3 separate regions of the Mus musculus genome follow, and all the other regions are linked to region 1. A link is a contact called in public promoter capture Hi-C data. All regions are on one chromosome and are shown on one strand. The core of a region is the stretch at or near the end of the contact, and the rest is flanking DNA. Distances in the headings are between cores, read along the strand shown. Region 1 holds the start of Arpp19 (cAMP-regulated phosphoprotein 19). Region 2 overlaps Gm7972 (predicted gene 7972). Region 3 holds the start of 4933433G15Rik (RIKEN cDNA 4933433G15 gene).

Region 1 (3,151 bases), core at 409-2,908:
GCGACTCGCCTTCATGTAGTTTAGGCTGGGCTTGAATTCATACCTAGCTGAAACTGGCCTTGAACTGAAGTTCCTCTCTCCCTCTCTCCACTTGGAAAGTTCCGGGATTACAGGTTGCAAAGTCCTGGAACTACAGTTGATTTGGGGACAAACTGAGCCATTCTCAAGGGATATCTTTGTCCAAGAGTTAGCCTCTTAAACCCTTTTATCTTAAATTGTTACTTGGCTGGTTAACCCTTTCCTTCCTTCTCCAACAAGAACTCTTAATCGTTTTGTTTTTCAAACTGAAGTATCAGTCAAGACTTCCTGTCTGAAATTCTGCACATGCTGGGGTTTTGGGTTTGCTTGGCCTTTGTAATTGTTATTGTTGTTGTCTTGTTTTAGTTTACTTTTGACACGGGGCCTCACATAGCCCAGGCTAGCCTCAAACTCAAGCTGAGGATAACTTTGAACTTCTTGATCCTTCTGCCTCTACCTCCCCAGTCCTAGGACTTCAAGCATTGCACCACTATACTTGTTTAATCTGCTGCTTGGAGTCAAACGCAGGGACAGTCATTCCAGGCAACCCATCCATCTGCTACTGAGCCAACTTCCAAGCTCTCTCTCTCTCTCTCTCTCTCTCTCTCTGTGTGTGTGTGTGTGAGAGAGAGAGAGAGAGAGAGAGAGAGAGAGAGAGAGAGAGAGAGAGAGAGAGATTGAATGCAGGGACTTGCCCGTGCTAAGCAAACTCTCTACCACTGTGCCAGGGCCTCACTAAATCCCCCAGGGTGGCCTTTGATTTACTCTATAACCTAAGCATACATAAACTTGCCACACTTCCGCTTCAGCCTCCCAGACAGCTGGGATTACAGTCCTATGCCAGAGGGCTCAGCTTTGATTTTGATGTCTTCCACATTCCATATCCAATGACTCTGAGGTTTTGATTGTTCTCCTGTCTTCCAGAACTGCTTGCATTGCCTTCTGATTCTTACTAGTTAACTATATAAGTCTGCCTTAGCCCCAGATTTCTAAGGGACATTTCCTTGGAACCAAATGTGCCAGCAGCTATAAGATGCTTAGTAGAATGACGAATAAATATGAAGCTACGGACTTGACAGTTAAGAAAATCATTGCTTTGAAAATCAATGTTTTGAGCTGACTGCCGTGGGAGAGCAAGGAATGGAAGCTGAATTGATTTATCAGTGATTTATTGCATGGGAAATATCAAGGTCTGGGAGTAAAATATTGACTTCTTCCCTGCTGTGGCTAACATGAAGAGGAATGGTGACATTACTAAAGTAATCACAATTCCTGTGTAATGGTGCTGTGCTTGTTGTAGAACTCTCCGGAGCAGTGGTAGCTTGAAGAGGTTGATCTAAGAAGAAAAGGTGGCGCTGAGGCAAGGTTAGAGAACAGAGGAAGTAAAGATGGATGGGGTTAAACTGAAGCAGAGGTACTGCCAAGCAAGCAGAGGACTAAATAGGAGGTCAGGGTTGTCTGGAAAGGCGGGGGAAGTGGAGGGGAGGGGGAACACAGCGCCACAGACCAACTACAATTCCCAGGAAGCACTGTGCGCCCATGGACGGAAGTGAGGTGAGGCGCGAGCCGCAACCTTTGAGGGAAAGAGGAAGTGCTCGGGCGTCGCAGGGCCGGAGGCGCGGGGATAGGTAGGTAAGGGCGCGGCGCGGGAGCCTGGCGGGCCTGGGCTGCGGGAGCTACGGCGGGCGGGAGCCCGGGGCCCGTGTCGTCACAAGGCGGCGGTAGCCGCCGGCCCGGCGGGCAGCGGGGCAGGCAGAAGGTGGCGGGCGGTCTTGCCTCCCGGTAATCTGTCTTCTCCCGGCGTCTCTTCTGCAGAAGGAGCACCATGTCCGCGGAAGTCCCCGAGGCAGCGTCTGCGGAGGAGCAAAAGGTGAGTGTGCCGGAGGACCCGGGGAACCCTCGAGACCCGCGGGATCCGCGGGACCTGGTGTGGCGGGAACCTTGGCTGGCGGGCCCGCGGGAGCGAGGGCGGCCTGGAGCCCTCCGCCGACGGCTCCTCCCGCAACCGGGGAGGGCCCTGGCGAGTGGAAAGGAACCGATCCGCTCCCGAGCCTCGGTGTAGCACCCAAGTGTACCAGGCAGCTAGGACTCCGGCCCATGTTAGGGACCCAGGTTCTGTAGTGGGCTTTGATTTGCTCAGGACGTTGTCCCTCCGGAAGCGCTCGGGCCACTTGTGAGCTTGCAGGGAACTCTTTAAGGTGGTGTCTCCATTCAGGCAGCGATGCAGGGCTCGGTTATTAGGGTTGTGAGTTGTGTGGCCTCGTGATCTCTTTCCTGAACCCTTTGGGCTTCAGTCTTCTTATCGGTAAAGTCCCGGTAATAGTACCTACGTCCCGCGACGGCTGTGAGGCCCAAACGAAAAACCCAGCACAACTTCTGCTCAAAAAAAAAAAAAAAAAAAAAAGCTAGCTGATGGGCTTTGCATGTGGCACTTGACTAAAAATCGAGAATTGGAGCTTTAGGAAATTTCACTACCTTAGATATTTCTCGAATCATGGGGATATATTTGTCAGCTCATTTGTATGTCTCTGTTGAAGGGAAATGTGCTAGCAGCACACCTACGAGTTTGAGGCCTGTATGCTTATGTAGTGCCTGCCCATTCCGTCGTAATTATTATGATGCTTTGACTTCCAGGGTACATGGAGTCAGTTAGCTAACAAAGGAGAAAAGTCATGAGTTCCCAACAATTTTTCTTTAAAAACAAACAAAAAATCCCAAATTGGGCCTTTAATCCCAGTACTCAGGCAGAAGCTAGAGGAATTTTGTGAGTCCCAGGCCAGCTGGAAGTACATAATGAAATCCTGTCTCAAAATTTATTAATTGATTGATAATTAATACCAAACTGCTTTACTGTATATGGAATTTGGTCTAATGTTTAAACGTAATCCTTATACTAATGTTGCACTGTAGATTAGTGGGTTTTGCTCATTCCATATATTCTAATCATGTCAACTTACCCTTTATTATTTCTTCCATTGTCATAGTTCTCTTCTGATAGTAATTGTAAGTTAACTGGCGAAAAGAAGGAAAACAAGGATAATAAAAACAGTAGGCAGTTATAATGTTGTGTCATATTATACTTTGCAAAACGAAGGATTTATCCTTTCTTCCCTCCCTTCCTCTCTCCCTCCTT
Region 2 (3,151 bases), core at 355-2,854, 450 kb after region 1:
GCCTTTTAAAAAAAAAAGAATTATTTTATGTATGAGTAGATTGTAGCTGTCTTCAGACACACCAGAAGAGGGCATCAGATTCCATTACAGATGGTTGTGAGCCACCATGTGGTTGCTGGGAATTGAACTCAGGACTTCTGGAAGAGCAGCCACTGAGCCATCTCTCCAGCCCCAGCCTTTTTATTTATTTATTTATTTTTACGTAGATGCAGAGAAAAGAACTGAGGGTATCTACTCCCCGGAAAGTCCGTCTGCGGAGGAAGAGCAGGAGGCAGAAGCGGCAGCAGCGTCCAGGTCGGAGTTCCACCTTCCAGAAGCCTAACCTTGTTGTTGAGGAAGAGGAGGAGGTGGAGGGAGAAGATGAGGAAGGCAAGGCCTCCATCGAGGTTGCCACTAAAAGCCGTTACCAGGGCGCAGCCAAAAGTAAGTCAGCGCAGCTGCCACACCTCATTGTAGGCAGGGCCTAGTTTCACTCTGGTGAGATCTTCATCTTGCTAGTATTATTTCCTTATGACCGTAGAATGCACCCCCTCTTTCATTTTGCTTTAGTTAGGGACACTCACCATAGAAAAGGTTAATTGAAAGCAAGACTTCTCCAAAGAATACAAAACCTGTTCATAGGAAACACAAAACCCAGGCACCCTGCTCCCTACCAGATTCCTGGCCTGGAATGCACGCCACGCCGCACTTCCCACATAGGAAACATGACCTGTGGTTATGTAGCCCAGACAGTTCTCCATGCTAATGAGGTATCGAGAGGCCCTGAAGGTTTAGCCAATAAGCTTCCCTTCCCAGATATTCCTTCCTGCAAAAGGTATTTAATCTCTGGTTCACCCTAAAAAGGTGGTATGCATCCATTTTCCATGATGAACAATCAATAAACAGTTTGGGATACAAAAAAAAAAAAAAAAAAAAAAAAAAGAAAGAAAGAAAGAAAGAAAGAAAGAAAGAAGGAAAACAAAACAACGTGGTGTGTACTGTGAAGGGAAATGTATGTATTAGCACAATTAAGAACTCTGTATTTAAACCTTATTATTTTTAAAGCTATTATAAATAACTGGACAGGGTGGTGCAAGCTTGCCATCAACACTACGGAGGCTGAGGCAGGAGATTTTGAGTTTGAGGCTAGCCTGGGCTGCTACTTAATAAGTTCTAGGCAAGCCAGGGTAGACTGTCTCAAAAACAAAATAAAGCAGAAGAAATAAAACAAAACCCTAAAACCAACAATTGAAACCCACACTGCTATGTGTTTCTCAGGCTTCTGGCACTTAAAGCTCAACCTGAGAATGTCTCAAGCTGTCATTCAGTTCATGTGGAAGACTAAATAAAAAAGGAGAGGCCTGGAGAGATGGCTCAACAGTTAAGAACACTGACTTGTGGTTTTTTTCCTGTATAAACCCCCTTCACTTAGACCTGGGGGTTCACTCTCTTTCCTGTTCATTCCATCAGGAAGGTTGGTGGCCCAAGCTCTAGCTTGAATAAAAACCCTCATGCGATTACAGTGGGTTGCATTTTCTGGTGGTCTCTGTGGGTTTTTCACAGTCTGGGCACAGCAGCAGGAACTCATATAGCAATCAAGACAGAGCTGGCTTTCACTCGAGGAAGGAAGTACCAATTGCAGGGAGCAAATCCTGATGGCGTGATCGCATCCTGCCTGAGATGGTACCACATCTGTACAGAAAGCTCCACAGCCGCTCTAGTGGCTGTGGTCCTCTGTAGTGTGCTGGAAAATAGTAGGGAAGGCAGCAAGGGTTACTCAGGGGCGAACATGGAAATTACAGCTCAAGGTGGCTGCAGCCCGGTAACGGTGGGCTCCTCTGAAGGGCAACCCTGTTCCTAAAGTCCTTTTGCTTTCAGAGAAACAAGCCATGTCTTCTTCAGATTGCTATCGTGAGAGACCAGGGGAAGAAAAAGCCAGAGGATTACTCAAAGCAAAGAGATTCGAGAGTGACCGAGGTAGGTAAGCTACGTTTACTCAATTCTAGGGTGACCTTGTGTCCATGAGCCAGCTCCATAGTTCACTGACACCCAGTGAGATGATGCCTGGCAGGGGTGGGTCCTGCGAGGCCACACAGACCCTGAAGAGTGAAGAGCAGCTTTGCACAGGTGTGGCCAGGGTGAGGCTTTCCAGCTCTGCAGAGAGTGCAGGCAGGACACAGGGCCCCAGACATCACCGTTCATCTAGAGACTGGCAGGCACTCAGCGTGGGCAGACAGGTGCCTGACGTTTGCATAGAACAGCAAGTACCTGAAGGCTGCTTCAGTCTGAGCTATTTCCCATGGATTCCGTGTTTCCCTGTCTCTTGTAAGATCACAGAGCAAAGACACTTTAAGTCATAATTATGTAAGGGTTCCGATCTTATCACTCCTGGGACATACTAAGTCATTGTCTTCCTAGCATTTAGCATGCCCTACGTTCCGGAGTGGGGGTAAGCATTGCAGTTGCATTAATGTTTAAGTAGTGTTGACTTGTTGTACTGGCTAGTTTTGTGTCAACTTGACACAGCTGGAGTTATCACAGAGAAAGGAGCTTCAGTTGGGGAAATGCCTCCATGAGATCCAACTCTAAGGCATTTTCTCAATTAGTGATCAAGGGGGAAAGGCCCCTTGTGGGTGGGACCATCTCTGGGCTGGTAGTCTTGGTTCTATAAGAGAGCAGGCTGAGCAAGCCAGGGGAAGCAAGCCAGTAAGAACATCCCTCCATGGCTTCTGCATCAGCTCCTGCTTTCTGACCTACTTGAGTTCCAGTCCTGACTTCCTTTGGTGATGAACAGCAACATGGAAGTGTAAGCTGAATAAACCCTTTCCTCCCCAACTTGCTTCTTGGTCATGATGTTTGTGCAGGAATAGAAACCCTGACTAAGACACTTGTCAACTCATTTTTATGTGTGTATACAGATGTAAATAATTTTAAAACATACATAAGCATTCTGAAAATTCAGTCTTTTAAGATTTTTTTTCTATTTATGAGTGTTTTCCTTGCATGTATACCACATGCACACAGCGCCTGTGGTCCAGAAAACAATGATGGAACCTTCCCTACCCTAAATAGAGGGACAGGTGGTTATGAGCCACCATGTGGGTACCAGGAACCAGACCTGAGGCCTCTCAAAAGAGCCATCTCTTCAGCCTCTAAAATCAGACTTTAAAAC
Region 3 (3,151 bases), core at 226-2,725, 370 kb after region 1:
ACCCCACATTCTTCTCAAATTCTTTCCAACGCAGTTCTCCAACGTTAAAGAGACAGAACGTCAAAACCCAGAATTTTACCAAAATAAAAACGCTAGAATAATCAACAATTTATTCTGAAGCTAGCTGCTCTTCGTTTGATGGCCTGAGAACGTTTTTATTTCCCCCTCTGACAATCATCTATCTGTATCCATAAAAAGTTAATACTGCCTCCGGACTCTTAGCAACGAACACGAACTGTTTAGATACTGTAAAGAGACCTAACTCCCCTTTACCAAGTCCCTGCGCTCCATCTTTCCTACTTTCAAGTCAAAGAAAGGTAAAACACGAAAGCGATCTAAAGGAGCTTGCTGCACGCAGCTTCCCCAAGGCACCTGAGCCGGAGAGCCAAAGCCAGGCAGGAACAAAAGGCGGCCGAAAGCCCTCCACTCCTCACAACTCCCAAGTCCGATCATAACAAGCTCCAAGTGAGGAGGCCTGTAACCGGTAACGTACGTTTTCATCAGGGTGTTTTTCCGGATCACACCTTAACGTCCGGAAAGGTGTCAGGAGCCCTGTCTCAGGCCGGTCCCCGGCACCTCGTGGACCGCCAGGCACAAACTTGGGCGGACTTAGGGGCAGGAGCAGAGCGCTACGCAACGTGCCGGAGACTTTGCCCGGCCGGAGTCAGCTGAGGCCGAGTCACCCGGGCAGGCTGGGGAGGGGAGGAGACAGGAGAGCTTGAGGGAGGCAGCGAGCCAGGAAGGCAAGCCTCCACCGCCTCAAGCGCTCCTGGACCACCGCCCTCGCCTGCGCGTTGGCGGGGACTCGAACCCGCGGAACCGGGCGCGGGCGGCGGGGACTCGAACCCGCGAAGCGCAGCCCGGTGCAGGCGGCGGGGGCCCGCCAGCTATGCCTGCGGCCGGCTGCCCGGCGAGGGGCGTGCCGGGTGGGAGGGGCGCGCCGGCCGCGCCGCCAGCCCCACGCGGGGACCTGGCCCTCGCAGCCGGCCGCGCCGCCCGGGCTGAGCGGGCACACGGAACAAAAGCGTCTTTGTTGAGCGGCGGCCGCCCGGAGGGTCACACACAATGGACGCGGGAGCCGGCGCCGCCGCCGGGCCCTCTGCCGCTCCCTCCCGCGCCGGCCCGCACCCGGCCACACACACATACACACTCACGGGACTTCTCCGACTCATCGACAGAGTGCAGGGCCCGCGGACAGCCCTCAAGGTCGGCTCAGGTCTCCGGCTGTGCTGGCGGCAGCGGCGTTTCCGAGGCTCTCGCTTTGCCGCAGTCGCCGCCATGTAACCCCGACCCGCCAGAGAGGGCGCGGAGAGAAGGCGGGGCCTCGCAGAGGCACGCCCCCTCACGTCACAGGCTCACTCCACGGCGGCCCCGCCCCCGCCAGCCGGGGAGCCGCACGCGCCGGAATTTCCAACGCCCGTGACTGCGCGCGCCGCGGGGGCGGTCGGAGCTGCACGCGGCCTGCTGGCGGGTACACCCCGGCCTCAGCTGAACCACCGCCCAGAGTGTCGTACCAAGTGACCCGACAGGGCGAGCGTCTGAACGGCTGCTGGGTCCCGTGCTGTCGGGAGGAAGTGGGCGAAGGCGAATATGCTAGGCCAGATTGTTGAGCAGATAAGCTCAGGGTGGTGTTGGGAAGGCCCCTGGGATCGGTCCCCGGGGTCCGTTGGCTGCTTCTAGAAGCATCCGCGGTAACCAGGGAGGTGAATGAGTGAGGGGTCCTGGGAAAACTGAGCAAAAGCTCAGTCAGCAGGGTGGCTGGCTTGTTGAGATCGCTGAGACCAGCCAGAGTTTGACATAGGCGTGCTGAGAAAGGTAGATAGCTGCCCTTCCAGTGCTTAGATGAAATTTAAGTATTTAGGAACTTAGATATAAAAAGCACAGGGTTTGCCTGGGAGTAGTGGCACATGAGTTAACTAGTCTATGTAGTGCCAGGACAGCCTATGCTATATAATAGACCCTGTCTCAAAAGGCTGGGAGAGCTTGTTGTTGTACCCCTGTGATCCCTGTCTTGGAGACCAGAAGGATTAGAAGATACAGTTAATCCTTGGCTGCATAGTGAGTTCAAAGCCAGCCCAGACTACTGAGACCCCGCCTCACAAAAAAGAAAAATGAGAGGTTCGGTTAGCCCTTTCTATCAGTGGTAATTGACCATCCTAAAGAAAATATGGCCACTGCAGTCCATGATCCACTGTAAGCAGCAAACCCCTTTCAGAGATGACACAGTCACTTGAAGTTAAGAGCTTGAGAGGAGCTTCAATGTTTCCTAATACAGAGATACATTAAAATATATGCTTTGTGAGACAGCATCTCTCTATAACTCAGCCTGCCCTAGCACACCTAATCTCCCTGCCTTAGCTTCCCCAGAGCTTGGATTATAGGCTTAGGCAGCTGAGCCCAGCTCTATTATATTTAAAGCAATACCATCTGAATACCAGGAGAAGAGCAGTAATGCCTACAGAAAGCGAGATTTACAGCTGTTGAGTGCAGCCGGCACTGTGAAGTTCTGCTCCACCGACCCACTCTGTCCTCCCTCTAGTTCCTCCTGATGGACTCTGGGACCTCCATCTTCCTCTAATGGCTGGACCCCCCGGGGTGGTGGTGGTGGTGAGCATAAATAGCAAGCCGTATGCTTTCTCTCAGAAAGTTTATAATGCATCTCTGCTGACTTCCATTAAAGCCAGCCATATTGCTTTATAGGAGTCAAAGGAGTCCACGATGTTAAGTGTTTGTGGAATCTTAAAAGAGAGGTCAGGGTGAGCTAGGTACAAAATTTTGGAGATTTGGTTTATGATAGGCCTTTCATCAAGGGGTCTTGACTGGGACTGAGTGGTGTGACAGTTTAGGATGGGAAAGGGAAGAGTTTTGAAAGAAGTCTAGGAGAATTTAATGTTGGATAAGCCCAGAATCTTGCTGGGGGCGGGGGGTGGGGGGAGGGGGGGTGGAAGGCGAGTTTACCCTGATGAGTTTAGTCACTTATGTGTTCTTTCCAAAAATAGGCTTTGAGGAAGTCCCTGCCTGAAAGCGCGATAAGGTATTTGCAAATTCATCTTCCTGGATGAGAATTTCTTGAAGTCGGTCATGCGTATAAACCAAGTGTGGTAGTGAACGCTTGTCATCCCAGCATTCTGCAGGCTGAGACAGGAGAATC

What was found. Promoter capture Hi-C pulls out the DNA fragments that hold promoters and counts their contacts. Capture Hi-C pulls out chosen DNA fragments and counts their contacts.
Region 2: a contact with region 1 is called in a promoter capture Hi-C map of the HPC-7 cell line. The contact joins the enhancer-like site here to the promoter of Arpp19 in region 1. A contact is called at or near these places in 10 of 39 promoter capture datasets (3T3-L1-derived adipocytes, the C10 cell line, the HPC-7 cell line and 6 more) and 1 of 115 datasets of contacts at active chromatin or transcription factors (memory CD8 T cells).
Region 3: a promoter capture Hi-C map of adipose tissue shows a contact between it and region 1. The contact joins the promoter of 4933433G15Rik here to the promoter of Arpp19 in region 1. A contact is called at or near these places in 13 of 39 promoter capture datasets (the 3T3-L1 cell line, 3T3-L1-derived adipocytes, the C10 cell line and 7 more), 1 of 15 datasets of contacts at CTCF or cohesin (the NIH/3T3 cell line), 3 of 484 Hi-C or Micro-C datasets (CD4 T cells, CD8 T cells and embryonic stem cells), 8 of 115 datasets of contacts at active chromatin or transcription factors (bone marrow-derived macrophages, effector CD8 T cells, embryonic limb bud and 5 more) and 3 of 9 other capture datasets (adipose tissue, liver and macrophages).

What each region holds. Positions count from the first base shown.
Region 1 is chr9:75,036,074-75,039,224 of GRCm38.p6, forward strand. Arpp19 (cAMP-regulated phosphoprotein 19) reads left to right here and starts at 1,659. Exons shown (of 3, transcript NM_021548.4): 1 at 1,659-1,888. The coding sequence starts at 1,844. It overlaps Gm51714 (a long non-coding RNA gene), which reads right to left. Exons shown (of 2, transcript XR_003948357.1): 1 at 2,494-3,151; 2 at 1,171-2,394.
Region 2 is chr9:75,481,242-75,484,392 of GRCm38.p6, forward strand. Gm7972 (predicted gene 7972) reads left to right here. Exons shown (of 11, transcript NM_001373998.1): 9 at 207-423; 10 at 1,858-1,956. Among named protein-coding and RNA genes, the nearest start is that of Gm7972, 14 kb to the left of the region's middle. Within about 2 kb of position 1,605, at least 9 of the 459 cell types and tissues checked have an H3K27ac peak or open chromatin away from gene starts, as enhancers often do. A contact at or near this core is called in the HPC-7 cell line, where this site is marked.
Region 3 is chr9:75,408,709-75,411,859 of GRCm38.p6, forward strand. 4933433G15Rik (RIKEN cDNA 4933433G15 gene) reads left to right here and starts at 1,476. Exons shown (of 4, transcript NR_040719.1): 1 at 1,476-2,058; 2 at 3,000-3,151. Mapk6 (mitogen-activated protein kinase 6) reads right to left here and starts at 1,308. Exons shown (of 6, transcript NM_015806.5): 1 at 1,155-1,308.